Regions from separate parts of the Salmo salar genome. Here region 1 is linked to region 2. Evidence: chromatin contacts called from public Hi-C data. All regions are on one chromosome and are shown on one strand. The core of a region is the stretch at or near the end of the contact, and the rest is flanking DNA. Distances in the headings are between cores, read along the strand shown.

Region 1 (7,302 bases), core at 2,558-5,057, 110 kb before region 2:
TGCCTGCAGTCATTAATTAAGTATAATCAACACCAGAAGGAAAATTACCCGTCATGACTAATTAGCAAAATGGAGGGGGGTGTAATGCAAGACATATGAACAAAAACTGTTAACAGTAGCAACATGTTCCTCCTGCTGATCACGTTAACACGGACATGTATCTCTTCAGTGCATACTGCACCATTTGATTGCATCATTTCAGTGTTTCTTACCCCTAAATAATCAAATGGAAAAGAGTGGACATTTTTGCTGGTATCTTTAAGTGAAACGTTTAAAGTAGAGCATTTGTTTTAGAACATTTGTTTTATTAAAATGACATGAAATCACACATCATTTAATGATGATACTTGAAATGCATGTATTTTGATCATTGATGCTGTAAATTCAATGTCAACAGCTTTGAGCTCTTACCCCCCCCCCTTCCCTTCCAGTTAGGTGCATCAAAGCTGGGACTGAAAGACTGAGAAACAGCTTTTGTCTCAAGGCCATCAGACTGTTAAATATCCATCACTAACACAGAGAGGCTGCTGCCTACATACAGAGTTGAGATCACTGGCCACTTTAATAATATTTGCATATCTTTCATTACTCATCTCATATGTATATACAGTATCCTATACTATTCTACTGTATCTTAGTCTATGCTGCTCTGACATTGCTCGTCCATATATTCGTATATTCTAAATTCCATTCCTTTACTTAGATTTGTATGTATTGGGTATATGTTGTGAAATTGTTAGATATTACTGCACTGTCGGAGCTAGAAACACAAGAATTTCGCTACACCCGCAATAACATCTGCTAAACACGTGTACGTGACCAATAAAATGTAATTTGATTTGATTTAAACAGACCCCCCCCAGTTAGGTGCTCTGTTGTATGTGTTAAACTGCCCCCCTCCCCATCCACCCCACCCCCCACCCCCCTCCTCCCTCCACTCTATCCATCAGACGATCCAGAGGTCATGAGAAATGTTGACTTAATCCTTTCTTCCTCCCTACAGTACCTCAGAGAGTCATGGCAGGGAGTTAGAAAGGGGTCTTTGTACCTCCCCTCGGCAGCCAGAACAAAAGGGGTGGGGGGATTGGGAAATGCAAAGCACACACACGGACTGCAATTAAGAGCTCAGGAATTCTCTCTGGCACAAAAAACCCTTAGTGACTGGGATGGAAAAGAGAAGAGGAAATGTTCAGCTCAGGTGGGATGGGCTATGGGGGTATTATGTGCTAAGGGTTGAGAGAATGAACAAATGTCACTATTATTTACAGGATGCTAAAACTCAGCCACCCTAGCCTCTGTGAGTGCCATTATGACGTCTCGGATAATTAGAGACAATCAATGCCAATTAAACACTTTTAAGGCCTGTACCTCGGGGTTAACTGTACCTCAGGGTTAACTGTACCTCGGGGTTAACTGTACCTCAGGGTTAACTGTACCTCGGGGTTAACTGTACCTCGGGGTTAACTGTACCTCGGGGGTTACTGTACCTCGGGGTTAACTGTACCTCGGGGTTAACTGTACCTCGGGGTTAACTGTACCTCGGGGTTAACTGTACCTCGGGGGTTACTGTACCTCAGGGTTAACTGTAGCTCGGGGGTAACTGTAGTTCAGGGGTAACTGTAGTTCAGGGGTAACTGTAGCTCAGGTTAAACTGTAGTTCAGGGGTAATTGTATCTCAGGGGTAACTGTGGATCAAGGGTAACTGTAGCTCAGGGTTAACTGTAGTTCAGGGGTAACTGTAGCTCAGCGGTAACTGTACCTCGGGGTTAACTGTACCTCGGGGTTAACTGTACCTCGGGGTTAACTGTACCTCGGGGTTAACTGTACCTCGGGGTTAACTGTACCTCGGGGTTAACTGTAACTTGTGGTTAACCGTAGCTCAGGGTTCTGTAGCTCAGGGTTCTGTAGCTCAGGGCTAATTGTAGCTCAGGGGTAACTGTACCTCAGGGGTAACTGTACCTCGGGGTTAACTGTACCTCGGGGTTAACTGTACCTCAGGGTTAACTGTAGCTCGGGGTTAACTGTACCTCAGGGTTAACTGTAGCTCGGGGTTAACTGTACCTTGGGATTAACTGTAGCTCAGGGTTGACTGTAGTTCAGGGGTAACTGTAGCTCAGGGTTAACTGTAGCTCGGGGTTAACTGTACCTCAGGGGTAACTGTAGCTCGGGGTTAACTGTACCTTGGGATTAACTGTAGCTCAGGGTTAACTGTAGTTCAGGGGTAACTGTAGCTCAGGGTTAACTGTAGCTCAGGGGTAACTGTAGCTCAGGGTTAACTGTAGCTCAGGGGTAACTGTAGCTCAGGGTTAACTGTAGCTCAGGGGTAACTGTAGCTCAGGGGTAACTGTAGCTCAGGGGTAACTGTAGCTCAGGGTTAACTGTAGCTCAGGGGTAACTGTAGTTCAGGGGTAATTGTAGCTCAGGGTTAACTGTAGGTCAGGGGTAACTTTAATTCATGGTTAACTGTAGCTCAGGGTTAACTGTAGCTCAGGGGTTGCTGTACCACACCTTTAACCCCGTCGGGGTTAACTGTAACTCAGGGGTAACTGTAGCTCAGGGTTAACTGTAGCTCAGGGGTTGCTGTACCTCACCTTTAACCCCGTCGGGGTTAACTGTAACTCAGGGTTAACTGTAGCTCAGAGGTTAACTGTAACTCAGGGTTAACTGTACCAGCTCATATAGTAATCATGATAACTCTTACTTTGTTGCTCGTATGTTAAATAGAGTAATTCATACTGCATGTCCCTCTGTTAGGGAGGAACATACTTCAGCTAATAATAAGATGTGATGATTGTTTATTTCCAGTCAGTCATTTAGATACAAACAGCATGTGACTGACTGGGTTCCAACACACGTGTCACTTCCTTTCAAGCCCTCCTTCTTGCGGAGAGCCCCATCCAGCTGACGGCACCAATGTGACCCACTGGGTTCCAACATGGGTCTCATATGCACCACAAGACCGTGCCTAGACATACGCTCTGGGAAATAGTATAAGTCTCAGACAGGGTTACTCACCACACAAGCATAAGTCACCAACCGAACCGAACCAGCTAAACGATGCTCACGTATACAACATATCAATCAGAACTGTCGTGTGTAATGACAACAAGATTTTGAGAGTCACTCAGGAAACTGCATTACCTGTTCCTAACCACCTGTCACAGGTGGCAGTTACAGAAGCCATAAGGCTGAAACAGAGAAGCATTGTTGATATTTTTCTGCGAGGCACCGTTACTGGTTTATAAAGACTATGTTTAGTCCCGCTGGTTTGTATTTTTACCTCATTGCAGTCTGGGACAAAAACCCTCTCATGCCGTGTCATCGTACCAACTCAGTGACTTCAGTGTGCTTACCTACAATTGCCTCCTCTATAAACTCAGTTTTTTTTTTCAACTCTCAGTGGAGGCTTTTTGTGTGTACTCTACCAGTTGTAATTGAAATGACACATGCTTGCTCTGTAATATGATTCCTTGTAGTGCACAACACACCGAGTCATACAGTTCTATATTTATAACACAGGCACAGATTGTCCTCTCAGGTTAATTTAGTCATTTTTCTTGTCGGTTTAGACCTCCACACAATGAAATGAAGTTTGAGTTCTATAGTTGAGAGAAGAAATGAACCAACGAAATAGAGTTATAGTCCTACTGTTGAGAGAAGAAATTAACCAATGTAGGGATGCTATTTGAGAGATTCTGTGCAAAAGCTAGGGAGAGGTAGATGTTCAGTGCCTAGGGCCAGAGTAGGGTTGCTGTGGAGTCTGCTGTACAGTATAAAGACATGAGAGGGCAATGATGTGAAAGACAGGGGTGGGGTGGAGCCAGGGTGTTTCAGGCTGCTGTAGGAGTGATGTGTGGCGCCTGGTCCCGGTTCATTTGCCACCCCACAGACGAACCATGCTGGTAGCCCATAACCTGCGGGCCCTGCAGTGGGTGGCAGAGCCAGTCCTGACGGGGCCTGTAGGATGTAGGCCAAGCCAGGCGTGTAATCCCCCTCTCAGAGTTGGTACGCACCGTCGACGTTGGAAAATAAATATGGAAGGGGACACTGCTAAAGATGGGAGACGGGAGTAGAGAAGGAGGACCAGCAACTCCTCAAAACCCCAAGTGGCTACTGAAATGACACTGGACAGGGTTCGGTTATATGATGTGAGAAAGTGTCTTATTGGGTAACGGCAATTACAATGTACACTTGTTCTTATATGAACATTTCTGCCTTCCTTTTTTTTTTGTCACATGCTATCAAACGTACCCCTGACCCATTTGCCAGTGTACGTAAATCACTGAAGCTAAAACACTAAGGTTGGAGATTTGCAATACCAGCGAGAAAGTCTTTTTTTTTCTGTTAACACTACCCACATTTTGCCTGCATTGGTTACTGTTGCTCTAGGTAAATTTTGCCCTCATTTTGATCAATTAACCCATTTCCTCTCAGGGAAACACTGTTTCTCAGTCAGCGTGAAGTTTCCGCTGTTTTGTCAACGTTCTGTCATTCGTTTTGCCTCTTCGCTCTTCGTGTACTCCCGTGTCAGAGTGACTGAATACCAGCTCTCTATACTATACAAGGCTCTTTAGACATGTAAATGTTGCCTCATTGCCGCGTCTCAATAATATTGACTTTCAATTACTCCCGAGGACCATTTTAGGTATTTTTGGGGGCAGTACAAAGTTGTTATTTTTTATTTTTATGAACCAGCTGCTTCTGGTCTGCTCACTGTGTAATCCGCATTGCCATTGGCTAGTTATGACTGTTTAATTATGACTGCTTGTCTTTATGTGTGGTTTATTAGGCGTACAACTGAGGTTTGTACTAAGAATATACAGTGCAAGGTTTTCCTTGTAAACGTTTTCTAATTGTAAAATCATATTGGACCAGGGGCCGTGGGTATCAAATAGGAAAGCTAATCTAGTATCAGACCCGTCCTGTCAATCAAATCTTATCAACTGTGATTTAAATGACAAAACTGATCCTAAATCTCCTACTCTGAGACGCTTGAAACATACAGCCCACCCCCCCAGATCACTACTGCAATAGTGATTATATGTTCCTGTTATTATCACAGTAAAGGAAATAAGTGAACATGTAAGATCTCAGTGGGCCACTAGATGGCATGCTGTTCCACAGGGAGCTGGATGCCATCCATGATCTGGTCTCTGGTCACCTTGTGTATGCTTGTGTGTTTATGTATTTGTAAGGGGAATGGCCATACTATGCCGTTAGGGGAAAAAAAAAGAGATTGTAAAAGATCACCCAGAACTTTCCAAATGTGTGTTTTTTTTTTTTTAAATGAGAATGTGTGGGACTTTATGCCCAATGACCGTACAGATTCATCCCCAGAGGTACTACTGATACTTACGGTTTGGATATGAATTCATACATATTATTTTGTACAAAGAGATCTTAATAACAGTAAACTAACTGGTATTCAGGCCTCCAAGTGTGGAGTGCATGAGTCCTTTCTAACTCCACAACGTCACCTTTAGGATCATCATGGACTTATTTGAGCTGTAGTGAACCCCTTTATTTAAAGGTTAAATAAACATATAAAAGTAATTTGTACGGTTGTCTATTGCAAGTGCGTTATCACAAATGGCAGCTGACAAAGTGCTGATGTCCTCTCTGTCCTGATGTGTTTGTTACAAATGAATCTAATGACACAGCTAGACATGTTGCCGGGACAACGGTCAAGGCAGACTTGCTTTTTTCTAATGAGAGAAACTGATTCCACTGGAAGAAGATGGGAAATAAGTAACCATTAATAATGAATTAGAATAATAATAATGAACAACCCTGCATTAGTGAGTCATTTTGTTATTGTGGACATGCTTTACAAGAAATGTTTGATTGTAGTAACTTATGTCCCCATGGTGACCAGAGAGAGACAGAGAGAGGGAGATTAGATTAGACCCAAACAAATAGATAATGACTTGACACATTGGAAAGAATGAACAAAAAAAACAGAGCAAACTAGAATGCTATTTGGCCCTAAACAGAGAGGACACAGTGGGGCATTGTACTTTCACTATTTGCACATCGTGACAGCACTGTATATATTAATAATATGACATTTGAAATGTCTTTATTCTTTTGGAAATTGTGAGTGAGTGAGTGAGTGAGTGAGTGAGTGAGTGAGTGAGTGAGTGAGTGAGTGAGTGAGTGAGTGAGTGAGTGAGAGACATTCGGTACGCCGAAATAAAGATTAGTTCTTTTTTTTATCAAACAGTAATTCACATCATAGAAACTTTTTTTGGTGGCTTTTGACATTTGCGCTGAGATAAAAAGTAAAACATCCCATGGTATTGCACACATGTTGTTACAACGGCCTGAGATGATTCTCAGAGAATAGTCTAAATCAGTCCTTGATTTGATAACTGAGGTCAATAACACTTGATCAGTGCCTCTTTGATTTACAATTTTGTCTTCACTCATTGAGGAACTCAAGACATACGCATGTATGACATTGTACATCAGTGGAGGCTGCTGAGGGAAGGACGGCTCACATTAATGGCTGGAACAGAGCAAATGGAACGCGGCATTAAACACATGGAAACCATGTATTTAATGTATTTGATACCTTTCCACTATTCCACTAGAGCCATTACCACGAGCCCATCCTCCCCAATTAAGGTGCCACCCAACCTCCTGTGTTGTACAGTAAACATAGCATGCCATGGCAATGTTAGATGTGTGGGAAAGTTAATGTTACAGGTTACAAAACGGACCTAAATTATTAAAGTTGATAGGGCCTCAGTAAAAAGGACTTTAGTAGTGTAGTTATTGTATTTGTATTACTGCATGAGTATTGTTGAAGGGCACCTAGATAAGGACTTCATAACACAATCATAATCCATACATAACACTTTAATAAGCAGTACATTAGTATTTCATAACAACAACCACATGTTGATATTTCCATTATGTACATTTCTGGTATAGACACATTTCACACTGAGACTTCAGTTTTTATGAAGAATGCTGTCAATCAAATCAAATCAAATCAAATGCAAATAGTCTGGGTAGCCATTTGATTTGATGTTCAGGAGTCTTATGGCTTTGGGGTAGAAGCTGTTTAGAAGCCTCTTGGACCTAGACCTGGTCCTCCGGTACCGCTTGCCATGCGGTAGCAGAGAGAACAATCTATGACTAGGGTGTCTTTTACAATTTTTAGGGCCTTCCTCTGACACCGCCTGGTATAGAGGTCCTGGATGGCAGGAATCTTGGCCCCAGTGATGTACTGGGCCGTATGCACTACCCTCTGTAGCGCCTTACGGTCGTAGGGTACTTTTGTACGTTGGAATAAGC
Region 2 (7,111 bases), core at 3,140-5,639:
TGTTCTTTACCAGAATCACTTTCTGTACCTACACTGGCATAGCATTTAGAATAATATGATATATTGGGCTAGCATTTTCAGTGGTATGCTAGTATGGACATTGGCACATGGGGTAAGCAGGTAGCCTAGCGGGTAAGAGCGTTGGGCCAGTAACCGATAGGCCGCTGGTTTGAATCCCTGTGCCGACTAGGTAAATAAAATAAAAAAATGTCACGGTCAATTAACCGTAAGTGCTACTGTAAGTCACTCTGGATAAATTACTCAAAATGTAATTGTCTAGTATTTTCCTTAGTGAAGAGCTAGGTGGAATTCATGGTAGGAACAAACCTGAGGCCTTTCTGTCTGCACACGTCTCATGCAGTTGGACCCATAGATGACTGTGTTCTCGGGAATGACCTCACACGTATTCACCTGGCAACAAGCGCCGACGATACAGCCACTGGTGAGAATGACGTTCTTCCCTAGGTCCGCTGAGACAGAGAGCGAACGTTGTACGTCATCATACAGACAGCATCGAAAATGGCTTCCAAATGACAGCAGAAGGGTTCATCGTTATGTATAGGCACGATGTATTTTATAAGCATATCATACCTTTTGACTCGATTACATTGTTGTCACCAATTTTCAATGCTTGAGAGACTTGAGAAGTTGGTTGAGGGTTAAACATGAGAAGTTGGTTGAGGGTTAAACATGAGAAGTTGGTTGAGGGTTAAACATGAGAAGTTGGTTGAGGGTTAGAAGTGATGAGTGTTAGACATTTTCTTCAACTGCTCCAAAAACAATTGGGAGATAACACAAAATAAATGTCATTACAATACTTAGTTATTTTTCCTCTTGTATAGACATTAGTTAAACTAGCCTGTAGGCGATGTCCCTCATTAAAAAAGCAGTAACATCACATTAGTTTTCTTGAGCAAATGGTCCACAACAACCGGTCATTGTAACTACGTGCAGTAGAAGGATACCACAACCGACTTCAAACACATTGTTGATTCCAATCGTCATGGTCTTGGGTTCAACTCCTTCAGTGTCAGGCATAATATTTTCTGGATAACTAAAGATCGTAGGGCAAAATGAAGAGAAACAAAAAGAGAAGTGTTAAAATTGACGTGGATGTATTGGATACACAGCTAACTGCAGTAGTGACCTACCTGTTAATGATGAGAGCCTGTTCCTCGATCAGGTTGCCTTCTCCAATGATAATAGGGCCTGCCTCAGCTATAATACGTGCTTTGGGGTGGACCACTGTTCTTGGACCTGCCGGAAGGAACAGACGATTGATACATCTATAATGCTACACAGCTTGCTTATTTTGATTTGGAGGGAAATGGATAAAACACTAAACAATACTTGATGGCAAAAAATCTATATGGAGTATGAATAAAGTCTTACCAATGGTCACATCTCCTCTAATTTCACTCTCTACACACACAACTGCTCCAGCAGCAATGTTGGCACTGCAAGAGTTGGCAGAAAATACATGAAATTGTGATGGTAGCCAGCCATGGCTTGCCTGACTACTCAAACTGAATGTTTCCCGCTAGTCCATCGTTTGCTACATACTTCAGTCTGAGATTGCCATCGTTGAAGTCGTTTGTGGTGATGTCAAAATGAGTGGTGTGTACAAAAAAGTAATCAGCGATTGGATCATCTCTAACCAATTGGAATATCAAAGCCAATTAGGATTTTTCAAAATGCCACTTTACCCACGTGTTCTGCGATGGGACCCAGAAAACCCAATCAGACATCTAGAATGGATTTCCATTCTAGAAATCGTCTGGGAGGTACTCAGATCCAGAATCAATAGTGGAGTTAGCTTTGCATGGCCCGGTGCCCCGAGTGGGTGGAAATTTCACTTAATGACCAACAGAATGGTCCAAAATGACCAAACTCCGCCCACCTGGGACACCGGCCATGCAAAACGAACTCGACCATTGCGGAGAGAAACTAACGTTCGTGGGCGTAGCAAGGAGTTCGGGTAGCCAGGCAAAGTCATGGCATTATTACTCAGACGTATCTCCAAGATGGCAATGATCTAGCCTTCTTATTTGATGAGCTAACATTACTGTAGCTATCAAAACAGCAATGGCTAGCAGCAGGCTAACTTAGCTAGCAAGCTAACATAACCATTTTATCATCAGGGGCCTCATTTATAACCGTTGCGTAAAATGTCACACAAAATCTCTGCTTGATCCATTTCTGAAGATATTGAGATTTATAAACTTGGCAAACGTGATACATACGCATGTCTCCCGTTATAAAAATCAGACCTGTCGTAAAACTCTGCCTGGAAAACTCCCTCCATTCACCTTTTATGGTGACAATAATGCCCTTCATTTGTATAATTTTGAACTATTGGCATTATGCCACGGCATGCAAAAAGGACTAATTGTTGCTTAATATTTTGTTTATCAATAGATTATTGGGTTTATATGTCCTACTTTCGTATAGGCTCTGAGATTGAATAGGCAATGATGTCGCGCTCCTATCGCACAGCAATACTGTAGACTACCCATACGGTCAAATATTTTGCATAAACTACCAGTCTACTGTCTTTGTAGAATGTTTTAATATTTAGCAGTAATTTATGGTGTATATGGAAAAGGACTGTGTTCATTTCTGAAGGAGAAAACAATGGAAAATGGTTGTGGACATGTCAGAAGAACATTTGAATTCATCAATGTTTCCCCCAACCTAAATATGATATAGCATACATAGGCCTGGCCAAAAGTTCAGTGGTTATATTAGACTGTAATGCCGGTATTATAAACCGCGCTGCCTATGATATCGCAAAACTTGAAATACATATACACTAAGCTCTCTATTTACTAGCCTACTACGTCCAATTAAACAAGAGATGCACATGTTTATTTGTTGTATAGGCTCCTTGGGGAATATGAACCCATCACAGCCAGGAAAGGTGAGCAATATATTCTGCAATAGAGCCCCACAGCGGTGTCATAATACCCATAAAACCTAGCAGTCAAAATAGGGAAATGGTTCCAACCATTTTTCCACTATAAATTTTTCCCATAGAGGATTTTAGAAACACTTCAAATAAGGGTTTTGTTTCGTTTAGGCTTACTGTGGTGTGACGTTTTGATAACCATGTAAATCTCTCTTGGACAAGGTGACTTTGGCTCTATTTAGTCTCAGATTCAAAATGGCTAATTAGCGTCATCTCTAGCTGGCACCTTTTCTAACAGTTATTGTGTAAATTTACAAGAAGGTTCACATAATTGCCCATTTAAAGAAAGGTTGCCAAATTATTAATTACTACATTTAGCTAACATTGGATAGTTAATCCAGAGTTTTTCTTACCTTTGCCTCGGTTCGGCAGTCTCGACCAGGTCATCATTGCATTTGTAGTTCGTTATGATAGCCACATTAGCCGCTAATTAGCATTACATTTTGGGGTGGTAAATACAGGTGAATATATTGATAAAAGTCAACTTGTCCTAGAGAGATTTACATGGTTATAAAAACATCATGCCTATGTAAGTCTACAACGAAACACAGCCCTTCCTTTAAGAATGTCTAAAATCCCCTATGGAAAAAAAATGTATAGTGGAAAGACAATTGGAACCATGTCCCTGTTTGACCGCTAGGTTTTATGGGTATTATGACACCTACTGTGGTACTCTATAGTTATGAAAATAAAATAAATAGGAAAAAGATTCCTGTGTGTAATTATAAGATTACTGTCTATTTTAGATTCTAAAAATAAAACACTCTTAACACTAACGGCAAATGGCTGCATTCTTGTTCATATATTTTCAGTTTTTTTGTGACTAAGCTTTTCATCAAAATACTTATTTGCCAGTTTGCAATACAATATGCACATTTTGTGGGTATATTTTATATGTAGGATTTATAAACGAGGCTCCAGCTGACCGTCAGTTGTTAGCCATTAAAGATACGATACATTAAATCTGTGAGTTATGTTTGCTAAGCAACAAGCTAACAACACGTCGCTTAATAAGGCCAGAGACGTTATGTAATCTCTGGTAAAACACACAACTGAATATATTCTATCATCTTTGATATTACTGAGGCACGGCACTGGTTAGCTAGCTAGCTGAATGGCTAACAACATTACTGGGTGTTGCCTCTTTGCTAGCTAGCATAGCCAGCCAGAAAATACATTGACATATTATAGTTAGTTCGCTAGCTGCATTGTAGTAACATTGTTCCAGAAAATGTGCTTATTAATATAACCTTGTGACTAAATTAGTACAAATATTACCTTTTCTGTGGCATATGTTTAGTGTTGGGGTCCGCCATCCTGACAGAGAAGAAGATACTATCGACAGTTGATTATGATTCTTGGAGGGGGGAAAAAAAACAGTCGTGGTTGATTGTTGATGTCTGGATACCGCAATTCTAACTCTCTACTGCACTCTGCTGTATTACTTTGGTAGTGCAATTCAGTCAGACCAAGATTTCTATTGATTTCAGCTTTATCAGAGCGGAATACCACAATATTTTAGCTTGTTTACTATAATCATCGAGTTTTTCGACTTGCTGCACTCCGCAGGACTTCAATTATCGGTCAGAAGGTAAAAAAATAACACTCTAACTAAAATATTCCATATTTATTTATTTTATTTCACCTTTATTTAACCAGGTAGGCAAATTGAGAACAAGTTCTCATTTACAATTGCGACCATATAAGAGAACCAATGATCTAGTCTAGGCCTACATCATCACCCAGTGATCAAAACACCAAGGACCAATACATGAACAGGGCACATGCCCAGGGAACCTGACCTCCAGGGGGCCCACATTGATTTTGTTAGTTAATTCTCACTCAGATATCATATACAGTGCATTTGGAAAATATTCAGTACCCCTTGACTTTATCCACATTGTGTTACATTATAGACTTATTCTAGAATGGATTAAATTAAATATTTTCCTCGTCAATCTACACACAATACCCCATAAAGACCAAGCAAAAACAGTTTATTTTAATTTTTTTGCAAATGTATTAAAAATTTAAAACAGAAATACCTTATTTACATAAGTATTCAGACCCTTTGCTATGAGATTAGAAATTGAGCTCAGGTGCATCCTGTTTCCATTGATCATCCTTGAGATGTTTCTACAACTTGTTTGGTCCACCTGTGGTAAATTCAATTGATTGGACATGCTTTGGAAAGGCACACACCTGTCTATATAAGGTCCCACAGTTGACAGTACATGTCAGAGCAAAAACCAAGCCATGAGGTCAAAGGAATTGTTTGTAAAGCGCCAAGACAGGATTGTGGTGAGGCACAGATCTGGGGAAGGGTACCAACAATTCTACACTAGGAGACTAGTGTCGAATTGCGGGAAATGAACATCCAAGCTTACGTTTGTCTCTCCACCGTCAAGATAGGAATGTTTTGTGTTTAGTTTTTATATTTTAAGTATAAGGGAGTGTTTTTTATTTAAGTATAAAGGGGTGGGGTTTCTTTTAAGTATAAGGGGGTGGGTAGGAAATGTGGTGTAGGTAGTGGAATAGCTGTCTATCTCCTTATTTCTCCCAGCTCAGTCATGTGGCTGTCACACTGAGGAATCTGAGAACGGAAGAAACAGTAAAATCATTTCTGCAGTTACAGTACATCCTTTGACGTGATTTGTGTATCCAAACACAAGTGCTAAAGAGGGTCCATTCAATCTCAACTGTCTCATGCGAATGCTAGAAGAGTAGCGTCTCTGGCTAGGTATGCAAGCTAATGTTAGAGAATTTAGCTTCCGTGGCCGTATCGCTACCAGTATTCTCATTTTATCCTTATACCTCTGGGTTGGCTATACAAACCAGCGTGGATCTCAGGGGCCCTTAGGATAACTGTCAAGGTATACAGAAAAATCTGAATGATTAGTGTCTCTTAAAACCTCTTAAGGATCGGACCGTTTTTTTCAATGTTTACCTAAAATGACATACCCAAATCTAACTGCCTGTAGCTCAGGACTTGAAGCAAGGATATGCATATTCTTGATACTATTTGAAAGAAATCACTTTGAAGTTTGTGGAAATGTGAAATTAATGTAGGAGAATATAACACATTAGATCTGGTAAGAGATAATACATAGAAAAAAAAAAGTTTTTTGTTCCATCATCTTTGAAATGCCAGAAAAAGGCCACCATGTATTATTCCAGCTTAGGCATAATTTAGATTTTGGCTACTAGTTGGCAGCAGTGTATGTGCAAAGTTTTAGACAGATCCAATGAACCATTGCATTTATGTTTAAAATGTTGTATCAAGTCGGCCTAATTGGTTTATTAATACATCTTCAAGTTCATAACTGTGGACTCTGTAAATTGGACAGTGCAGTTAGGTTAACAAGAATTGAAGCTTTCTGCCCATATCAGATATGTCTATGTCCTGGGAGATGTTCTTGTTACATACACCCTCATGCTAATCACATTAGCGCACGTTAGCTCAACCATCCCGTGGGGGAGGGGGGCACCGATCCCGTAGAGGTTAATTAATGTTAAGTGTCTTTAGCTTTCTTTTTCAACATGTAATATTTGAATTCTTCATCCTCTCCTTCTCTAGCCTTGTCCACGTGTTTCTTTCTCTCCTTAATTGTTTCCCTCACTCCTTCCAGCTCTCTCTTGATGATCTCCCTCTTCCATCACATGTCCTTGATAACCCTCACCGTGAAGAAGAAGAATACTTGATTGATCTTATAGGCCACAACAATATGTCTTACGCTTTTTAAATCACTTCCTGACACACACACACACACACAGATTTTTTTCCCAGTTGCTGGTCTACTCCAGACTAGATTTTTCCAGTTGGTCATAGGATTCAAACTGAACTTCACGTGATGATCTCCATCTTCCACCTCTTCTTATAATCTTCCCTCCATCACCCTCTTCACCTTCCTCCTACATTATCTTACTCGACTCTTCTTTCTCTCCACCATCTTCTTAACATTGACCTCTCTTTCATCTTCTCCTTAGCACTCAGCATTAAATGACTTACTTCACACAGAGACACCGGTTGTACATATTATTTTCACATGTTGTTCTTCCAGGGGTGACCAATCTTGTATGCATAAGGCTGGTGTGGTTGCAAGCTCTTGTTCGTACCAATCAGCAACACGCCTGATTCATCTA

Evidence for each region. A called contact is a pair of places that touch in the nucleus more often than the background predicts.
Region 1: a contact with region 2 is called in a Hi-C map of muscle, with 5 times the contacts expected there. The contact joins the enhancer-like site here to the promoter of dctn6 in region 2. A contact is called at or near these places in 3 of 3 Hi-C or Micro-C datasets (blood, gill and muscle).

The regions. Positions count from the first base shown.
Region 1 is chrssa07:6,593,321-6,600,622 of Ssal_v3.1, reverse strand. No RefSeq gene overlaps it. Among protein-coding and RNA genes, the nearest start is that of LOC106608508, 5.2 kb to the right of the region's middle. Within about 2 kb of position 3,807, at least 1 of the 13 cell types and tissues checked has an H3K27ac peak or open chromatin away from gene starts, as enhancers often do. A contact at or near this core is called in muscle, where this site is marked.
Region 2 is chrssa07:6,485,655-6,492,765 of Ssal_v3.1, reverse strand. dctn6 (dynactin subunit 6) reads right to left here and starts at 4,389. Exons shown (of 7, transcript XM_045721466.1): 1 at 4,247-4,389; 2 at 1,393-1,457; 3 at 1,152-1,257; 4 at 966-1,054; 5 at 592-690; 6 at 328-470. The coding sequence starts at 4,284.